2 separate regions of the Gasterosteus aculeatus genome follow, and region 2 is linked to region 1. The links are chromatin contacts, called in public Hi-C maps. All regions are on one chromosome and are shown on one strand. Each heading gives the region's core, a stretch centred on a gene start, on an enhancer-like site or on the middle of the called end of the contact. The rest is flanking DNA. Distances are from core to core; before and after follow the strand shown. Region 1 holds the start of fat1a (FAT atypical cadherin 1a). Region 2 overlaps fat1a (FAT atypical cadherin 1a).

Evidence for each region. A called contact is a pair of places that touch in the nucleus more often than the background predicts.
Region 2: a contact with region 1 is called in a Hi-C map of skeletal muscle, with 3 times the contacts expected there. The contact joins the enhancer-like site here to the promoter of fat1a in region 1. A contact is called at or near these places in 3 of 6 Hi-C or Micro-C datasets (liver, skeletal muscle and tail fin).

What each region holds. Positions count from the first base shown.
Region 1 is chr9:17,938,601-17,942,598 of fGasAcu3.hap1.1, forward strand. It overlaps fat1a (FAT atypical cadherin 1a), which reads left to right and starts at 2,258. Exons shown (of 30, transcript XM_040185731.2): 1 at 2,258-2,383.
Region 2 is chr9:17,975,785-17,980,006 of fGasAcu3.hap1.1, forward strand. fat1a (FAT atypical cadherin 1a) reads left to right here. Exons shown (of 30, transcript XM_040185731.2): 9 at 3,922-4,197. Among protein-coding and RNA genes, the nearest start is that of mtnr1aa, 31 kb to the right of the region's middle. Within about 2 kb of position 2,392, at least 3 of the 9 cell types and tissues checked have open chromatin away from gene starts, as enhancers often do.

The DNA.
Region 1 (3,998 bases), core at 1,008-3,507:
GTTTCCATGATAACCTGAGGACTGCACTGATCTATTTTGCACGTGCATGCTCTCCTAAAGTAACACCACCAAATAAATAATGCTATAATGTCATCTCTCCTAACAACTTGCCCCAGATATTGCACACTGTCTTTTTGTGTCTCCTTTTTTTTTTTAGGTAATTACGGAAGCTCCTACAAGCAAAGGGCTTTGCTAAAATAATCTCCTGCTTTGCTTGAGGCACCGTGGAGTCTTTATTTTCAGAGCACAGCAGTTTGCAGCTGCAGGGACAATGACAATTGTTTATTATTATTCCCCATAAATTTCTCGTGTCTTTTTCCCGAAAACAGCCCCCAACAACCTTCCCACACTTAAATAGTGTTAGATACACTGTGTGATTTTGCGATAGCATTCTCTTTCCTCATCTTAAGAACAGCGGCACCAGCTCTGTGAGGGTCAGCGTCTTTGCTCGAGGACACTAGAGCAGAATGGATATTGAATTATTCCGATCTCTCAAACAGTTAAACTCAGCCTCGGGAATCAGATTCTAAACAGATTGGAAGGTGGAAGAAACAGATACCTGGGCGCTCCGTTGCTGCAGGCTCACTACAAATCATCTGTGTCTTTTACTGATCTCGCTAGTTTCATGTTGCAGGGGAAACCGCATTAGTCACGAGGTGTGGTGGGGTAGCAACTCACTCAGCACATTAGTCCTGTTCCGGACCCTCTCTCCGGACGATCTGCAGCATCTTAGTATGTGATTTTAAGTGGAAGTCGAGCCTGCAGTATGTGACGGGGGGGTGCAGCACCCTGTAGACTCTGTTACACTGAGGCTTATGGGCTGAGGACTGGAGCTGGAGTCATCCAGCTGTCACACTGTGTACAGTCGGTGATATAGAAAATAATTATAAATCTCCAGTAAGGCGACGGGCTGCTGATTTTAAGTCAAATGGTCTTATGCTGCTTTAACGTTACCTTTTTAAGGGATTGCCGGTGTTCTGTAATGTAAACACCAGGCGTCCGCCCCGTACATACATGGTATGTGAGGCGTTCTATCTGACCCCCCCCCCCCCTTGCAGACGGGGAGCGCAAAACGCTCGGTGAGATCAAAGCGGTGGAAGCAGCCCTGGGCATCACCTGAACTGAATTCAATTAAAGTTTAACAGGCGGATCAGAGGGAAGGCTAAGAGAGAGAAGAGGGGGGCCGGTTTCAGATACCAAACATTATCTGTGACAAAAGTGAGAGTAAAAAGTGAGGGGAGACCAAGAGATGAGAGAGACAAAACATTACACACCTGCTCTGTAGCACACGAGCTGAATATTTCCTCCCTCCTTCTTTATCTCTCTCTCTTTCTCACACTCACACACTCACACACACACACACACAACCACACATGCATCCACATTAAACCCATAGGTCTCGTTCGTTTACTCAGCCTGTGGGCAAATGTGACTTTAATGAGCCGGTGCTGAAAGGACATTAGGCAGAGACCCCAGCAGCCCCTTTTCTGCTTTGGCATTCTTTGGCAGCCACTTGACAGCATGGTGTCGACTTCAGTTGTTAACCACATGTTCCAGGAGGACGAATGGAGACATTTGCCCCTCTGATGCTCAAGTGCATTCGCTGATCACTTTTGAGACGAGCCGGGTGGGGGGGATTCTTATCAAAGAGCGACACCACACAGTCCGTAAATACAAAGAAAAAGCCATATTTTTAAAAAGAATGGTCGCTTTGATTTTGGAGAGAATAAACCCAGGCACCCCACTAAGGTGTGCACGTGATGATGAGAGGCATGTGACGTCAGAGCTGAAGGTGTAAGATCCTGGATGCCTTCAAGGAGAACAGATATGCTGCTATTTTGTGGTTTTCTCAAATTGCTTTTTCTTTTGGAAGAAAATAATTAAAAAAAAATCTCTGCAGCAAAATATGTTTGAATTGATGAAATGTATTTTATGAATGCATCAAACGAGCCTTTGCTGACGGATGAAAAGATTGCTATTAATTCATTACAATACTTGGCTTTTTTTTCTGTGCTCAATATTCGGCTAATAACAAAGACATCGCTTTCATCACCAGTCGTTGATGTGACTCCCTCCCTCCCCCCCTACTCCCCCTCCAGAGCCTCTCTCACTTTTCCAAACACGAGTACTGACGACCAGAAAATCCCGACATTGTTTGTTGGTCTTCTGGTCGCACTCCTAACAGGCTCGGAGAGAAAAAAAAAAAGTCCGCTATCACCTGAAGGCATCAGCCGCGTGCCGCTCTACCTGATCCGTTTCTGGAGCAGAGGAGCGACGCAAACCGAAAGCCTTCAGCTCTCCTGCGCCGAGACACCCGGGCGCGATGGCTGCGATGTGAAGTCGGGTTTTCGGAGCGGCATCCCGCGATCACCCAGCTGCTCTGGTGAGTCGATCACAGGCTTTGTTTCTAAAAAAGCAGTTTAAACGACTCTTCAAAACTTTGCGCGCTCTCTCTCTCTCTCTCTCTCCTCGGACTATATTTCTTCTGGGCGTTGAAGAGGAATACGCACCTGCGCACACACACACACACACGCACGCACGCATGCATGCATGCGCGCGCGCACACCAACCACAGGAGCAGCACACAGGTTGACAAGTTGTCTAGCAGCATGCGGCGTGAGGCTTTCTGCAGGGCGCACCGGCTGGATCACTGCAGTCCGGGCGAGGGCAGTGAGACAGCGCCATCAATCGCGTAGCGGCCACACACTCCCGGGCGCCTGTGTGGAGGCAACGTGGGGCCAGTTTTGGGGGTCTGGGAAGCGGTCAGGAGAGGAGGGGGTGTGTGGTGGGGTGGGGTGCAGTTGATGGGATCAGACGGAGGCTTCTTGGCGAATGCACCTCCGCCATCAGTCATCTTGGTCTGCTGCCAAAAACACAGACCCTGGGACGCGCTGCTGGACTCTGCTATTAAAAGACAATTACATTAGTGGGAATAATGAGAATAATGAGAAGCAGATAATCCCCGGAATTGATGTTTAAGCACCTAAATTGCCCCAACACGAGCGGGGAACTTTGCATTTGCAAGTGGTATTAGCCGATTTGTCATCACGAGGGATGCCCCGACCTGTGATTTTATTTGCAAATTACAGTTTATCCACCTTTTCACGCTGACATCACAATTATGATAGGAATGTACGGGTCATTTTTTTTTCCAGCACAGCAAGCATAAATTATTGTCTAATTGGCACTCTGTTTGTTTGCTCACCAGCAGCCTGGGGTCATACTGATCTCACCTTTTCATTTTTTTTGTTGCCACAAAACGGCCTTGACAGGGACCCTTAACGGGATAAGTGGTTTGGGCTGCAGCTGAACAGGTGAATATTGGATTAACGTTAGTCCCAATTGGGCCGGATGAGGTTTTGCTCTTCGACATCTGCCATGTCATACAATGTTAATGGGGCTTTGTCGTGTGTTATCTTAGTTTAGATTGTTGCTATAATTACAAAGGATTAAGAAATAAACAACAAAATCGAGCTAAAAAATTGGCTGCTGTATTCCTAAATTACATTTTACGCATAATGTCTCAGTTGCGCAGAATAATCCATTCAAAAATAAATATATCGATTTAATTTCACTGAAAACGGACGCTCCTAAAATAAAGGCCACATTTAGGGCTCACAGGTGAAGTGGCCGGAAGTTTATATGTTTTTTATACCTTTTTTTTCTTCAGAACCCGTTGTTACTCAAACATAGGCTCACGGTGCAATGACAGGGAGAAGAAGAAAAAAAAATCAAAGCAGCCTAAACCCCCAATCCTGCTTTCCGAGCGGAAAGGTTTCATCCCGCTGCCAAAGCCGCGGTAAGTAGATCCGGACGTGCGCAGCGCGGAGAGATACCGGGCAGCTCCAGCGCGCGAGCAGCGAGGGGGCAGCGCGCGCGCGCGGCTCAGCGGGCAGATGGAGCAGCGGAGAGGAGGCGAGTCCACGTATTACCATGCCGAGATTTGGACTACATGAACCGCACGCGAAGCCTCCGAATATACGAGATTGATAATAGAA
Region 2 (4,222 bases), core at 1,142-3,641, 37 kb after region 1:
ACATTTCAAACGTGCATATTTTTGAATGTATTAGTCGAGCTGTGTGTGTGTGTGTGTGATACCCTCTCTGCCGATCGGGGGCCTCGGAGTGCCTCACTTCTGTAATTCTGGCGTCTCAGTTATTCATTTGTGGTCCCGAGTCCGATAAAGCACGTGACCCCCCCCCACCCCCAACGACCGTATTGGACTCTCCACAACGCCGCTCCAGATCTGGTAGTTAGCGGCAGCGGCGGCCCCCGCAGAGGGCCCACAGCGCGCCTCGTGTCCAGCACACCCGGCCCGCCCGCTGTAGGTCAGCTGTTCTCCTTAGAGGCAGCGGATTTACTGAATTTGTGTGCTCCATAAACCGCGCTTGTGATTGCGATTGAGGCCCTTTGCCCGGGATACGCTGAGAGCCAAACAGGCGACGGAGAAGGACGCACAGTATTATCCGAAGCAGAGGGTCAATAACCCCGGACTTGTGTCGGCCTCGGTGGCTTTTTTTCTGCTGGTATCTGTCCTCCATATTGGATGGATCACGTTCACTTGCACATATTTGTGAGGAAGCCTTCAAGGTTCTGAGGACTTAGCGGGCCGAGTGCTTCGGGTTTCAGAGAAGCCGTCTGTGTTTTGGCTACTAGCGTGTTTATGCGATAAGATTGGTCGGCGCTGAGATAGCAGCCATTGCAGGCAGGCACGCACTATTAACGCGTTAGTTAATCCACTTCAATATATACAATTAGGATTAACCCTCTTATCTTATAGTACAACATTTCTATTTCACATGACACAAGAAATGGATGTTGGGAGAGTTTTTTTTGTTTTTTTGTTGAACATAAAGAGATCGTCACAAAATGACAAACTAGAAACAGTCGAACGTGAATCCGATCGACAGCACGCCGTCTCTCAAACGAGTCTCAGTGCAAATTAGAACCACCACATCACACGCACGCAGTGCAACTCGTGGAAGCTCAAAGTTTGACTTATCTATTCCTCAAATCACAGTCATGTGGAAGCCGTGCAGCCAGACGGGCTGGCCTATTTTCTCTCTCTGAGGAATGTTTTTTTCCTTCTTCTTTTTCAGCTTCTTGTTCTCTCTCTCTCTCTCTCTGTGTGTCTGTCCCTCTCCTTGCATCCTTGCTCTCTATCCTTCTGAGTTGATGCAAAATGCTCCAGATTTATCGTCCGGGCACGCGGGGACGACGATCACTCTGTTTGGATATCAAAAGGCGAACAAGAGCACTGGACCCTGTGTGGGTAGCTCGCTGTGTTAATCCTGTTTTGGGAACGTTGGGGGCCGCTCGGTGCCAGTGCACCGTCTCTGCCCGGAAACTGCCACCTGGCAGGGGGTCTTCCTCTCCCGCGCATGGCACAAGGGGACAATAAGCCCAATGAAAGCGCCCCCCCTCACAAACCCCCCTGCCCGATTTGTCTTTTTCTGGATACAGGAACACAAAAGGTGTTTCATTATTTAGAAGGCTCTGTTCTCTTTGTGATCGCCTAAGCAGACTTTCCTTTTCAAAAGTCTCGATGTTTTTCTGAAGATTAGAAATAATGTGAAATCCGCCGCGCCGGAGGACTCCAGCGGTGATATCAGCATGACGCTCGCGGCCCGTGGGAGGTCCGCGAGGAACAGTCGGCCTCTCTGTCGTGTGCTTTCCATTCCACCATTGTGGCGCTGCGAAGGCGCCTGCAAAGGATCAGCTCCCGTGGACAAGCGGTGGCGCATTCTAGCTCGGGCACCTCACAGCCAGGAGGCCGGCCCGGCATGAGGCCTGCCCCCCCCCCCCCCGCCCTCCAGCGATACGACCTCCTTTTCGGAGCGCTGCAGAAGGACCTGAAGCTGCTCATAGTCTGCTCCTGGTAGTCACGTTATTTCAGTCTGCATTACAAAGACTCACTTGTTAGCCACTCAGACGATATGTTGCCTTCAGTAAATATCAACGTCGACTGTTCATTTATTTTCTTGCACTTCTCTCATTCTGGTCCACAACTTTTTTTTTTTTTTCAGAATTTGACCCCCCCTCCGAGCTGTCTTTTTTTTTCTTCTCTCTTTCATACTCTCATCTCACCCTTGCAGCACTTTCTTCTTCTTCTCTCTGTGGTGTCTCCGTCTGTCACATCTACGTCTCAGCCTCGCTCCCGTTCCTCTCCGGCGTTCCCAGAGGAAGCCATACACAAAGACTACAGAGCTGTTGGATTTTTCTCCAGCAACACTGCTGCTGCAGTCGGGGGCCGCATCATGCCGCTCGCTAGCGTTTGGGGGCAAAGTTCCTCTGAAGTGTTGTGCGGCCTCCCCGCGGTAAGGAAAGGCACGTTTCACACTGTGGCTCGGCCGCCGATACCACTGACCGGGCTCCGTTCCTATCAGCGCTCGCCACCTTCCCCGCTATTCACTAGACGTGTTATCTGACGCCGGCCAGATTGAGACACATCGGAACGGCTTTGTGGGTGCGCGGATCCGACGCGTGCATTTTACCCGCCCGTGTAAAGAGGTGGTTTGATCGGGGCGCGGCGGTTTGTGATGCCTGGCTCGATGCGAGGAGGAGACTCGCTCCAGATGAGACACCAGAGGCCCGACTTTGTACGCCGCCTTTTTTGTCTTGCGCTACGCGGGTTGCTCGTGACCAGCTCCTTGTGGCGAGCGGCCAGTTTACAGACCCAACGGGCGGCGCCGGCCCCAGCGCTCCCCCTGCAAGAGGACATCTGTGAGTCCCGCGCGGCCCTGCCAGCATCGCAGCACACGGCAGATTGTACGTGCTATCGCTGCTGTCAGGTTGAGTCTATATTTGTCCCTGACATAGGGGCAGCCGGCGCTCAACAAACAGTATTGTGACGGAAAGACTGAAGTGGGCACTCGGCGGCGACCAGGAGATCTGACAAATCCCGGTCAGCCGGAGCAGCTCGGCTCTGCCTGGTTCCTTACGGGACATCACCCCCTGGTGTCCGGTATGCAGGTGTCTGATCTGGGCTGATCCTTTTGTTCCCCCCGTCCCTCCCCCCGTGTTTGGCAGCGGCAGAAGCCCCCCTGGGAAGCAGAGATGGCATTCCAGCAGCTCTCCATAATCCTCCGTCGGAAGTCCAGTAGACGAGTGGCTTGTGTTGATAAAACATGGTCCCAGTGGAATTTTACAGTTTGGGAATTTTAGAATCGCTGTGTGTGTGTGTGTGTGTGTGTGTGTGTGTGTGTGTGTGTGTGTGTGTGTGTGTGTGTGTGTGTGCAGAAAGCACTGTGACTACGGCCCAAAGCAAGTGAGCGAGAGTTTTCTGTGAAAACTTTAGCAGAGAATTGAATCTGCCAAACGGTGACAGTAAAATTGTGGAACCTTCACAAAACGTTTCTGACTTCAGATGTTTTACATCTTGTTAATGTCCCTGTATCAGGCTTCTAACTCTCCACGGGCAGTAGGGCCCCGTCAGGTGGCTTTTTCGGCCGTGTACCCTTTAATCCCCTGCTCCCGTATTTACTGTAGCTCGCAGTTCATTTAGATGCATTGTGCTTTTTCACCATTGATTTCCTGTTTTCGCTGTTCGCAGCATCGAGTGGCCGTTTGGTTAAAATATTGCTTTTGCCGTCATATGCTTCGATCTGTAGCTACACAGCGCCGCTTATTACTGAAAAGCAAAATGAGTGTGTGCGTGTGCAGAAACTGAAAGTATAGCACTTATCGTCTGCTGGTGTGGATTCTGTTTAAAGTAATCCAGTTTTTATCCAGTAGTTATTATTGTTTTTTTTGGGAAAATGTCAATAATATGTAAACAAACTTAGTCAATAAACTACACATCTTACTATCAAATACATCCACACACAACAGTGACTTGCAACACACTAAGTGCACAAAGGTAGAAAAGGCCTCAGATTTAGCCTTAGATGCAGGATTTGGGACATTTTGTGCATCTGGTTTTTAAAACATTCTCCGCCATGTGTTTTTCCTCCTCCAGGTGCTGATCCGTGTCATCGACACCAACAACCACCGGCCAGAGTTCTCCCAGCAGGTGTACGAGGTGAACGTCCCCGAGGACAAACCAGCGGGGACGGAGGTCCTGCAGATCAGCGCCTCGGACAGAGACGAGAAGAACAAGCTGACCTTCACGCTCCTGAGCAGCACCGACCCCTTCAGCCTGAGGAAGTTTCGGCTGGACCCGGGAACGGGCACCTTGTACACCGCAGAGCGCCTGGACCACGAGACGATGCACCGGCACGTTCTCACCGTCATGGTACGGGCGGATTATGGGATGGTCC